Regions from separate parts of the Manis pentadactyla genome. Here region 2 is linked to region 1. A link is a contact called in public Hi-C data. All regions are on one chromosome and are shown on one strand. Each heading gives the region's core, a stretch centred on a gene start, on an enhancer-like site or on the middle of the called end of the contact. The rest is flanking DNA. Distances are from core to core; before and after follow the strand shown.

Evidence for each region. A called contact is a pair of places that touch in the nucleus more often than the background predicts.
Region 2: a Hi-C map of skin fibroblasts shows a contact between it and region 1, with 5 times the contacts expected there. The contact joins the promoter of PAK4 here to the promoter of LRFN1 in region 1. A contact is called at or near these places in 3 of 3 Hi-C or Micro-C datasets (blood, fibroblasts and skin fibroblasts).

What each region holds. Positions count from the first base shown.
Region 1 is chr15:12,917,767-12,923,253 of mManPen7.hap1, reverse strand. LRFN1 (leucine rich repeat and fibronectin type III domain containing 1) reads right to left here and starts at 3,476. Exons shown (of 4, transcript XM_036894706.2): 1 at 3,264-3,476; 2 at 714-746.
Region 2 is chr15:13,083,938-13,089,424 of mManPen7.hap1, reverse strand. PAK4 (p21 (RAC1) activated kinase 4) reads left to right here and starts at 2,062. Exons shown (of 10, transcript XM_036894711.2): 1 at 2,062-2,215.

The sequences.
Region 1 (5,487 bases), core at 2,227-4,726:
CTAACTTTTATTGAGAGCCAGTGCAACACTGCAGGACAGGATCTGGCCCGCCTGCAGGGGCTCACCCTCCAGTTCCCTGCGGCGGCACTTTAGTCGAGTGACTTCACTCTCTGTGCCTCAGTGTGCTCATCTGTAAAATGGGGATAATGATAGCACCTGCCTCATAGAGTTGTTGTGGGGATTAAATGAGATAATACACTGTAACATGCTTAGAATAGGTCCTGACAATAAACACTGTATCAGTGTTAGCTGCTATGATGATGATGATGATGATGAATTTAAGCATTTTCTCTGGCTCTCCCTCAGCCACCAGCTGGTCAGACTATCAGATGTTCCCACAGGCATGCACAGACACACACAAAACAGTGAACCATGTCCATGCCACTCTCTCCAAATGCAGGGGTCATTTCATGTCATGAAACACTCTCGTACCCTTTACTGATATCATGAGGAAACTTTCTTTTCCTGACCACCTTACCCATCCTGAGAGCAGATGCCCCCAGGCTTGAGACCCCCACCTGCCACCATGTTCTGGCTCTACCATAAGCCCTTATCCAAACATGACGCTCTTGACCTTGTCACCACCCCCAACCTGGAGGGAGGGGGTCACCTGGCCCCTGGGGAAACGGCCATACCCTGCCCTGAAAACCGTCTGAGGCAGGGCTCCATGCCTCCAGCCCAAAAACTCCCCCAGCCTGAGGGACCCCACTCACCTCTCTTCAGGAAGTCAGGGCCTGGGCCAGTACCTAAAAAGGAACAAAATGACTCTATTAGCATCCTTCAGGCTCCTCTCTGAGGACCTGCCTCAGAGACCATCTCAGTCAAGGAAGTCCCTGGTGTGATCATTCTCTGCCCTCCTGCTGCAGGCCCTGCAGAGTCTCAAATGGATCTAGGAAGTCATCTCTGGAAACCAGAGAGTCTGGGCCTCAGGACTGTTCACCTCCAAAGCCCAAGAGTCCAGGACTCCTTTGGGGGATCCAGAGGCCAGGGGTCCCAGCCCCCACCCCCCTCAAGACCCTGGAGTCTGGAACCCCATGTTCCTCCTCCCTCAGACTCAAGGCTCCAGGTCTCATTCCCTTCCTTTCTCAAGACCCAGGAATCTGCCCTCCCACTAGGCTCCTCTTTCAAGATCCACAACTCTAGGCTCCCAGCCTCCTCCTTCCAGAGTTCACATCCCAGTCCCCCAACTTCAAAAACCTGAGTGATACCAGGAATGGGGAAGAGCCAGAGGTTCCCATCCTCACCATCACACCACTGTCACACCAACATGTGTGGACATCCACATAGGCCCACAACCCTAGTCTCTACTTTTGGCTTTCCATGGACACTCTAGCATGATCTGTGTTACCCCAATTCTCCGTGGGCTTGTGGCCTGGGACGTGGACACAGTTATGTCCATGGACCCCCTGAATGAACCACATGGGTCATGCCACATGGGCCCCAGTCTTGCTGGGCCCAGAATGGAGGTAGCCCTGTGCCAGGGACAGTCACATGCGTGCATATCACTCTGCACATAAATGTTGAATGTATACAACCACAGTCCCCAGAGACGAACACTGATGCATAAATGGACTCACAGACACATACTCTCAAGGTTGGCACACATGCACACAACCACACACATACAGCATTGACTTTCCCTTGCGCATTCACACACACAGGTACACACACACAACAGAGAAATCCATGTGCTCCCTTGCAGAGAACCAGGTACATGCACCTATAACAGATATACCTTGCACACTCACCAACACACAGGGACACACATATATAACAGATACTCATTTGCACAAAGATACACAGGTGCACACTCTTAAATGCCCAACACAGTCAGATTTCTCAGATCCCCATAATGCCCGGACACAAAGCTGATACATTCCTATGCCAAGAAATGCACAGTTGCACACACTAGCTGATACATATCTCACACACATACACAGAACTGTAAGCATACACAGACACTGACAAGGCTGATACACACTCAAGCAAGCACACAGGCATGCCAAGATCCACCTTTGCACAGACACTGAGATGTTCACTCATAACAGACACATGCTCACATAACAGCCGGGCAAGGGATTTATACACCTACAAATGCACACAAAAAACCTGAACCACAGTAGCATAGTCAACTGATAGGCAGAGATTCATACTCACAGTCATGCACACAACATACCTCCCAGCCCTAAGGTCTCCCACCCCACCTACTTCCCAGGCCAAAGAAATCCTAACATCCCTCCTTCTCAGAACATCCCCCACAACCCCAACCAAGGCACAAGCCAAGGCCAGAGGTCAGAGTTGAGCGGGTCAAATCTCAGAGGGTTGGGAGCCTAGTCCTAGAGCACAGGTCCAAACAGATCCTCCCACCAGCAGCCCAAAGGTACCCCAGCCTGGCCATCTGTATGCAGGCAACTCTGGCCCCATCTGCAGAGATCTGGCAGGTTGGGGGATTGGGGTTGGGTGGGGTGGGTGGGGAAGGGCCGGGTCTGCGCCTCTCCCCTCGGGGCCCATCTGTCCATCCCTCGGCTTTGCATCCCTCCATCTGTCCACCTACCGGCCTCCCATCCCCCCTCCCAGTCACCGGGAAGGGGAAGACATGGCCGTCTCCCACAAGGACCGCTGAGGACCCCCCCAGTTGACATGGACCGAAGGAACGGCAAACTGCCCCCCATCAAACCCACACAGAGGCCTGGACCCACAAGGCGCGGAGACCCAGCCGCCAGCCAGGAACCTGATGTGGACGCACAGACACACACCCTCGGAGACATACAACCCGCAGACACACACACACACACACACACACACACACACACACACACACACAAATGGACACCCGAACGGGCACACCCGGCTACACAGACCCTCGGATGGACATCCACCCTGGACACAAACACCCAACACAGCTCGCCGCGCGCACACACTCGCCGGGGGGTACCCACACCTGGGCACACAACCCACGCACACACACCTGCACACAGCCTCTCCGATGGGCGCGCGACAGCCCCCCAGACACACAGCCGGAGGGGCGGCCACTCGGGGGACACACACGCGCGGCCGGACACCGCACCTCGGCTCAACACCCAGCGCACACCCGGATGGCCACACAAGCAGGGCGCCGCACACGCCGGCGCCGGGCACACACACAGGGCCGCGCGAGCGCACGCCGGGCCCGCCGCAACGCCGCGGACACACACTCACTCGCTCGCACGCTCACACCGGCGCCCCCGCCCGCCGCCTCCCGGGCCGCTGCGGGCCGCGCTCACCCAGCCCAGGAGGGGGGGCCCCGGGCCCGGCCCCGCCGCCGCCGCCGCCTCGCTCCGCGCCATGGTGGGGGGAGGGCCGGGGGAGGGGGCGCGGTGCTGCGGGGCCGCCTCCCTCCCGCCTCCCGCCCTCCCTCCCGAGCCGCCGCCGAGCTCCGCCCTCCGCACCGCCCGCCGCCCGAGTCCCGCCGCCGCCACCGCCGCAAGGGGGGAGGGGGCGCCGGCCGGAGTGGGCGGGCGGGGCGGCCGCACACCTAGACCCCTGCCCCGAGCTCGCCGCAGACCCCTCTCACTGCGGAGCCGCGGGCCCGCCCCCGTCCCCTCCCAAGCCCCACCTCCAGCCCCACCGGCTTCCCCAGAGACCCCCAGACCACGCCCCGACTGGCTTGGGGACCCCGAATCTCCCAATGGAGACCTCGGGTGAAGTCCCAATACCCAGGGGGACTTCAGACCTTGTCTTAGATCCTTTGAGGACCCTGACCATGTTCTACAGCCACCCAGGACCACAAATCATGTCCTATTCTCCTTGATGACCTCAGACCCTCCACCACACCCCATGAGGGACCCCAAATCATGTCATCAACTCCCAGGGGAGTCCAGATCATAACCCCGCGTCCAAGAAGATTCAGAGCATCCCCACCGGGAACCCTATATTATACCCCAACATTCAGGTGGACTCCAGGACCACACCCCATCCTTCAGGGACTCTAGACCATACTCCAACATTCAGAGGTCCCAGACTATATGTCAGCATGCAGGGAGTCCCCAGATCATGCCTTACTCCCTTTGGGGGCCCAGACCATTTTTGACAGCCACCCAGGATCACAAACCATACCCTACTGCTTCTTGGGCACCCCACCCCCAACCCCCAGCAGGCATGTTCTTCCACCCTCTAGGACCTCAAACCATTCCCTGACTCCAAGTAGGGATTCCAGGCCATGTCTAACTTCTAGGGGGCCCCCAAAAAAGTCTCTTATTCCCTTAGGAGACTCTAAACTTTCCCCAGTACCCCCCGTTATACCCCTGACCATCCCTCCTTTCAAGGCACCTCTTGGTTTTCAGAGCCCTTGATTTGCCCCAGATTCTTTCCCTGCCTCCTCCCTGTTCCTATTCTCTCTCTTGGACCCTTCCCCCCCCCCCCCCCCGTGACCTCCGTGGAGCCCAGGATTCCTTGTTTCTTCCTTGTTTAGCCTCCTTCATTGCTCAACTCCTACCCAATAGCTGACCCCCTGGCCCCTCCCCCAGATCACACTGAGTATCTCAGGCCACTTTCTACCTAGTTCTGAAACACCAGTCCCCCAAACCCAGCAAGACCACCCCTCCAAATCTCTCTTGTTGCAGTTCTGTAGGTCCCTGGCAGCCCCAACCCTTCCCATTTTGGATCCCACTGTATCAAGATTCTCCCTCAAGCCCTTTCCCTAAATTCTTCCTAGCTGCAAAGCCTGCCCTGTCCCCTAGATCAAAATAACCCCTGCAGAGCCTCCCACTAGTAAAACTTGACCCCATTTGCAACCATTAGATGCCTGGGGACACTCAGAATCCCACAAGTCTCCAGATTCCACCATCATCACCACCACCACCCAAGTACCATCCCTACCCTTCACCCTGGTCTTCGTGCTCCCAGCTGGCGCATGGAGATCCAGGGCTGGGAGGACATAGGTGGGAAAATACTAACAACAACAGCGAAAGTGGAGCACTACTATGTGCCACAGATCGTTGTAAGGGCTTCACGAATCCAACTGCATTCACCCTTCACAGGAGCCAGATGAGGTGATCCCATCTGTATCCCTGTCTTACAGATGGGGAAAATTGAGCCACAGAGAGGTTTTGTCACTTGCCTAAGGTCACACAGATAGTAAATGGCAGAACAAGGTGGAGATGAAGGGAGACAAGGTAAGGGCAGGTCTGGGATGGACAGGAGTGGACAGGGGAGGAGAAAGGAGAAGAAAAATAGCAATAAAATGTGCTCTGTGAGTGAGGCTGTATCTGCTTGGGCTCAGGCGTTTTGTTTCTTTAGGTTTGGGGGCCACTCCTTCAAGAGATGGTACAAACTAGGGACCACCAACCCTCTTTCTGCTAACTTCCTCTCTAGGCTCCCACAGACCAGGTTCCCTAGTTTTTGAATTCAGGTCCTAGGACTTCCCTGGGACACTTCTCCCTGCTCACCTTGAATGTAAGTTATACAGAGATACACAGAGATGGAGAAACAAAGGACCTGAGCCCAAGC
Region 2 (5,487 bases), core at 813-3,312, 170 kb before region 1:
TCCTAGCCCTCCTCCCATCATCGTGACCTGGATAAAGTGCCATCATCTCAGCTACTAGACTTGCTTCTTTTAAAAACCGGGGACTCTGGAAGGCATGAAGATTTCAAAAGAGCACAAAAACAAGAATGTCTAATGCTGGCGAGGATACTATTTAAAGGACATATTTCCTCCGAATGCTGGTGGGAGGGTAAATCGGATCCCTGTAACACAACCTGGCAGTATGCATCCCAGGCCATGGGGAGGCAGCAGAGAGCAGCTAGCGAGAGCCTGCTTAGGTTTCAAGGCTAGCGCTGAGCCCTGGCTCTGCCCCATTAGCGTGTGTGAGACTTTGAGCAAATGGAGTTACTTTTCTAAGTCTCAAGTTTCCTCCTCTGTGAAGCAAGTATAATCACAGTCCCTGTTGTTAAAATTACAGGGCTTAGCACCATGCATGGTGCATAGAAATGTTCCAAGCATGGAAACTGTTACTATTATTAAATCTGAAAGATGTGCATTTCTTTTGACCCAGCCATTCCGCCTGTGGTAATCTCTTCAAAGGAAATAATTAGAGTTGTGCACAAATATTTAGCTGCTTGGATTTTTTGGGGGGTGAAATTATTTATAAAAGCAAAATATTTATCACTGCTTAGATATTCAACAAGAAAGAGTGATTAAACAAATTAGTTCATTGATAGTATGGCATTTTATTGCACCATTAAAACGAATGTTCTCAAAGAATGCTTAATGACATGGAAAGATACTGGTGATATTTATAATCTTGTATTAAAAAGACAAAATTCTCTATAAATACGTGGTTCCCATTCTGTATTTTTTTTTAAAGGTAGGTAAAATGTATGGAAAAAATGATTCATTGTACAATCATTCATTCATTTATTCTGCAGATATTAATTAAATGCCTACTATGTGCTAGACACTGGTGCTGGGGGAGGGGGACATGTACTAAACATGTAAGAGTATCTCTGAGGGAGTGGAATTAGGACTCATTCGACTAACCATTCAACACATGTTTATAGTACCAGGGCACTGGGCTTGTACAGTGAACAAAACAAAACTCCATGCTTCCATGGAGCTTATATTCCAGTAGGGGAGAAAATCAAAAACAATAAGAACAATTAGTTAATTATTGAGTATGTTAGAAGGTAATTAGAGCAACAGAAAATGAGAAAAGCAGACAAGGTGGGGGGTTTAGTAGCACATGAGAGGAATGTTTGCTGCTTTAGAGTGGGCAGAAGTAATTTCACTGATAAGGTGGCATTTGAGTAAAACCCTTTAGTAGGGGAGGGAGGGGGCCATGAAGATACCTGTGGATAGAGTCTATTCCAGACAGAAGGAACAGCCAGTGCGAAGACCTTAAGGTGGGAGAGCACCTGGTATTTCCTGGACGAGCAAGGTGGCTGGAGCTCAGTGAGTAAAATCATAGAAGACATCCGAGTTTAATTTATGGGTTCTTTTTTTCACCCCGAATTTTTTTTGACAAATGATTAACTTTAAAAAGTGTAAAAACGGTTAAGATCCAATGGTGTATCTCTTCTAGGTCATGTTACCGGGCGCAGACTGTCATTCAGAACTCATTACCTGAGACGGCTAGTTCGCATCCGCTTTGAGCCTGTTTCTTTATCTGTAAAATGGGTATTAATAATACAACAGCGTTGTGGTGAATATTCACGGAGACGAACAAGTGAAGCACTATGGGCCAGAGTAAGTGCTTAAGAAGTGTTTCTGGCCATTATTCTCCTTTACTGCCTTCCACCCAATAACTTCTTTTGGTGTAAAGTGGGAATGGGTGTTACAATAGCCATTTCCCCTTTAAGAACCCGAGTGGGTTTCTAGAAGGACCGGAAAAAAAAAAAAAAAAGGAACCCGAGTGGGCCTGGAGCCAGCCTTCCCGCACCCTTTCCAAATTTTCCAATCCCTGCTTGGCATTTTCAGCCCGAGGGCCTCTGATTGGACAATCTGCACCAATCAGCGACTTCAGCGGGCGCTGCCAAGAGCCCAGCTCCGCCCCTGGGTGGGCCCTGCCCCCGCCCGATCAGCCCCGTTGCTATGGAGACTGGTGGGCGGCGAGGGGGGGGTAAAGCCCCGGATGTTCGTTGGGGATTTAACATGGCGGCGGCAGTGGCCGCGGTGGTGGCGGCGCAAGAGAGCTAAGGACAGCGTGAGGGCGCGGAGTTCCGGGTGGAGCAGCTAGGCCGCGAGCGACGGCAGTGCCGAACCGGTAGAAAAGCGGTCGGGCCAGGGAATTGTGGTGGGCCGAGCGATGGCGGTGGGAGGTTTACACAAGTAGGGGGCGGGGCCGCTGAGGTCAAAGTTCACTCCTGGAAGGGTCGCGTCCGAGGGATCGGGGGTCAGTGCTGTGGGGAAGGGGAGGGGAGGTCAAAGGTCAAACTAGCCAAAGGGGCGTGGCGAAGGGGAGCGCAAAGTTCGAAATTTGAAGTGGAGGCGCGTTTGAGGGGTCGGAGCGATCGTCAAAAAAGGGGGTCAAAATAATTTGACGGGAGAGTACCTCTGTGAGGGGCAGAGGGCACAACCGTAGGGGTGGCGGGTTGGAGGGTCAGGGTAATAACCAGCGGAGCAGATGAATGAGATTTAGGTTGGGGGGCATCTTATGGAATCAAAGGTTGGGCGTGCCCGAAGGGGCAGAGGTCAGACTCTGCCGGCTGATACGAAGTTCCTGAGTGTCAGAAGTTAAAACCCAAGTAGGATAGATTGCTGGGGAGGAGGAACAGGGGAGGCCAAGAGAGAGATCAAAGGTGCTTGCTTCTTGGTGGAGGAAAGCGGGAGCCCCCTCCCACAAATAATGAAAATAATAGCCAACACTCATAAATCACTTACCATGTGCCAGGCCCTAGTATAAATGCTTTACATATATTTAATCCTCACCACAACTTTATGGGGGTGGTGCTGTTATCAGAGGTTAAGTGATTTGCCCAGGGTCACCTAATGAGTAAGTTGTAGGATGGGGATTCGCACTCGAATTTTGGGCCTAGAGTCATACTACACTCTCCTGCTTCTCAACAATCCTAATGTTGGTTAATATTTAATGAGGGCTAATGCTGCGCTCAGCACCCTGCATGCCTGGCCTTGTTATATCACGATCTTGTGAAGTGGGTACTAGATAGACCCATTTTACAGATAGGAAAAGTGAGGCTCAGAGAGCTTCTGCTAAGTGACAGAAGCAGATTGGGAGCTGGGTCTGAATGATTCCAGAGGTCCTGCCCCCCTGGTCACCACATTGTAGATTGTTGAAAGTCTGTTCCTGACAAGGCTGGGCCACTCCTTGGGAGGAACAAATTGTCTCTTTGGCCTTCAAGGAAGGGTGTGATGTGGGAGGAGAGGTTCCCATGGGTGTATGGGAGTGGGGTGTTTGTGGGTGGTCTAGAGGCCAAGTGAGTCTGATGGGCCTCTGGCTGGGGAGGCTGTTTTTAGGTGGCACCTTGGTACAAAGTTGGGTGTTCTCTGTACTTAAGACCCCACACTCTCATCATGGTCCCTGGTCACTCCCACCTCATTTCCTACTGCTCTTCCCATCCCTACCCAGGGGTGGGGGGGCCACCCACACTGGCCTATTTGCTATTCTTCAACTCTGTAGGCTTATGCTTCCCTCCAGGTCTCTGACCTTCCTGTTCTCTCTGCCTGGAATCCTTTCTCCACCCTGCCCCCCTCACTCACATGTCACTCACCACAGCCCCACCAGGACCACCCCAGCACTCACTGCCCTCAGACACTTTATCTCACTTCTTGTGTTTTCCCCAGCCCTGTGCTCTGTCCTTACCTTGTTTATCCCGGCAGTTTTGTTGTCTGCCTCCCCCACTAGCATATGGGCCGCACACAGGCAGGAATCTCTCTGTGTTCCCTCCCTGAATCCCCGTCTGAAGCAATGCCTAGCCTATGGAGAATGCTTGACCATCGGTGGCTGAATTTTGGACATTGTGCTCAGTGCTGAGGCTGCAGTAGTAGACAGGACACACAGAGTTCCTGGCCTCTGAGGACTCTCAGTGTCCCTTGGTGGGAGCAGACGAACCAGACCCCCAGCCAGGGATACGTGGCTACATATCTACCCCTAAGGTGCCTGGCCTGGGAGGGGCAGTGGAGCAGGGTTGGGGATGCTAAGTAGCTGTGGGGCAGGACTGGGGAATGGTTCAGAGAGAGGATGCTATAAGCAGGGATGCCTGGTTCACATTCACCTCCACCAGCCCCTGGCTGTGTGGCTGTGGGCAAATCACTTAACTTCTCTGGGCCTCAGTTTCCTCCTCTGCATAATGGGAATACTGATAGTGGTGACCTCCTAGAATTGCTGTGAGGATACAGAGTGAGAAGTGCATGGCCCAAGGCCTGGCTCACACTAGGTGCTGTGTAAGCATTGTCCTGATGCTGCTTCCCAAAGAGGGCTGAAGGGGCCTCTCCCCGCCTGCCTCCTGGCTTCCTCTGGCAGCCGCCCCACCCCCACCTGGCTGTAGCAGGGTCACCGTGTGGGCACCCCACCTGGCAGCCTTGTGAACTGGCCTGGCCTTGGGTGTCACCGTGCCCGCTCCCTCGACCTCTTGTGCTTGGCCAGATAAGGAGGGGTAGAGCTTGGGCCCTGGAGATCCCATTCAGGGCCCTGCCTGTCACTTTCCGGTGTTGGGATCTTGGGCGAGTAATTTCTTACATGCCAGTTTTGTTCCGGAGCTTCCAGTATAACAACCCCCCACCCCCAGCCCCGCTGCCCCCAGCGTCCGTGGGACAGAACACTGCAGATCCTGTTAAAGGCCCCTTTCCTCTCCCCAGTCCCTCGATGCCCTCCCTGCCGGTTTGCCACTGTCCTGGCTTTGGTGGTCAGCATTCCTCTGCAGGTGTCCCTACCTTTACTACCTTTGAATGTATTCACAAACGCTAGAGCAATAGCCTTCAGCCCTGGCTACACATTGCAGTCACCTGCAGGGCTTTCAAAATGCCATTACCCAGGCCTGCTGTAGAGATTCTGACACAGATTTACTTGGTTTGGGGTGGGGCCAGCATCTAATGACCAGCCAGGGTTGACCACCACTGTCTTATAGTTTTACAGATCAGACAAGTGCTATTGTGGTAACTAACCTGCTTTTTCTGCTCACCGTTAGAGTTTGGGTATTTGGATGGATGGATGTGTGTAGGTCTAGGGCAGGCCATTCATTTTTCCTGCTGTTGAATGTTTCTTATTGTGATTGGGCCACACAGGAGTTATCCGTTCACCTTTCCATCGCCTTTTAGGTGGTTTCCTATTGGGATGGTAGCAAGCAGCATGGCATTGAACATTCTAGAATGTGTTTCCTTGTGTGCTGTGGCTGGAGTCTCTCTTGGGTGTATGCCCTGCAGTGGAAGTGCTGGACCTTCCAAATTGCTCTCTTGAGCAGCTGTACCAATGTGCTTCCTCATAGGGCTTGAGGGACCCTTTGCTCTTCATCCTACTTTACACATATTTGTGACCCTTGCTAAAACACTTAACTCAGGCCTGAGATGGTAGGAGACAAC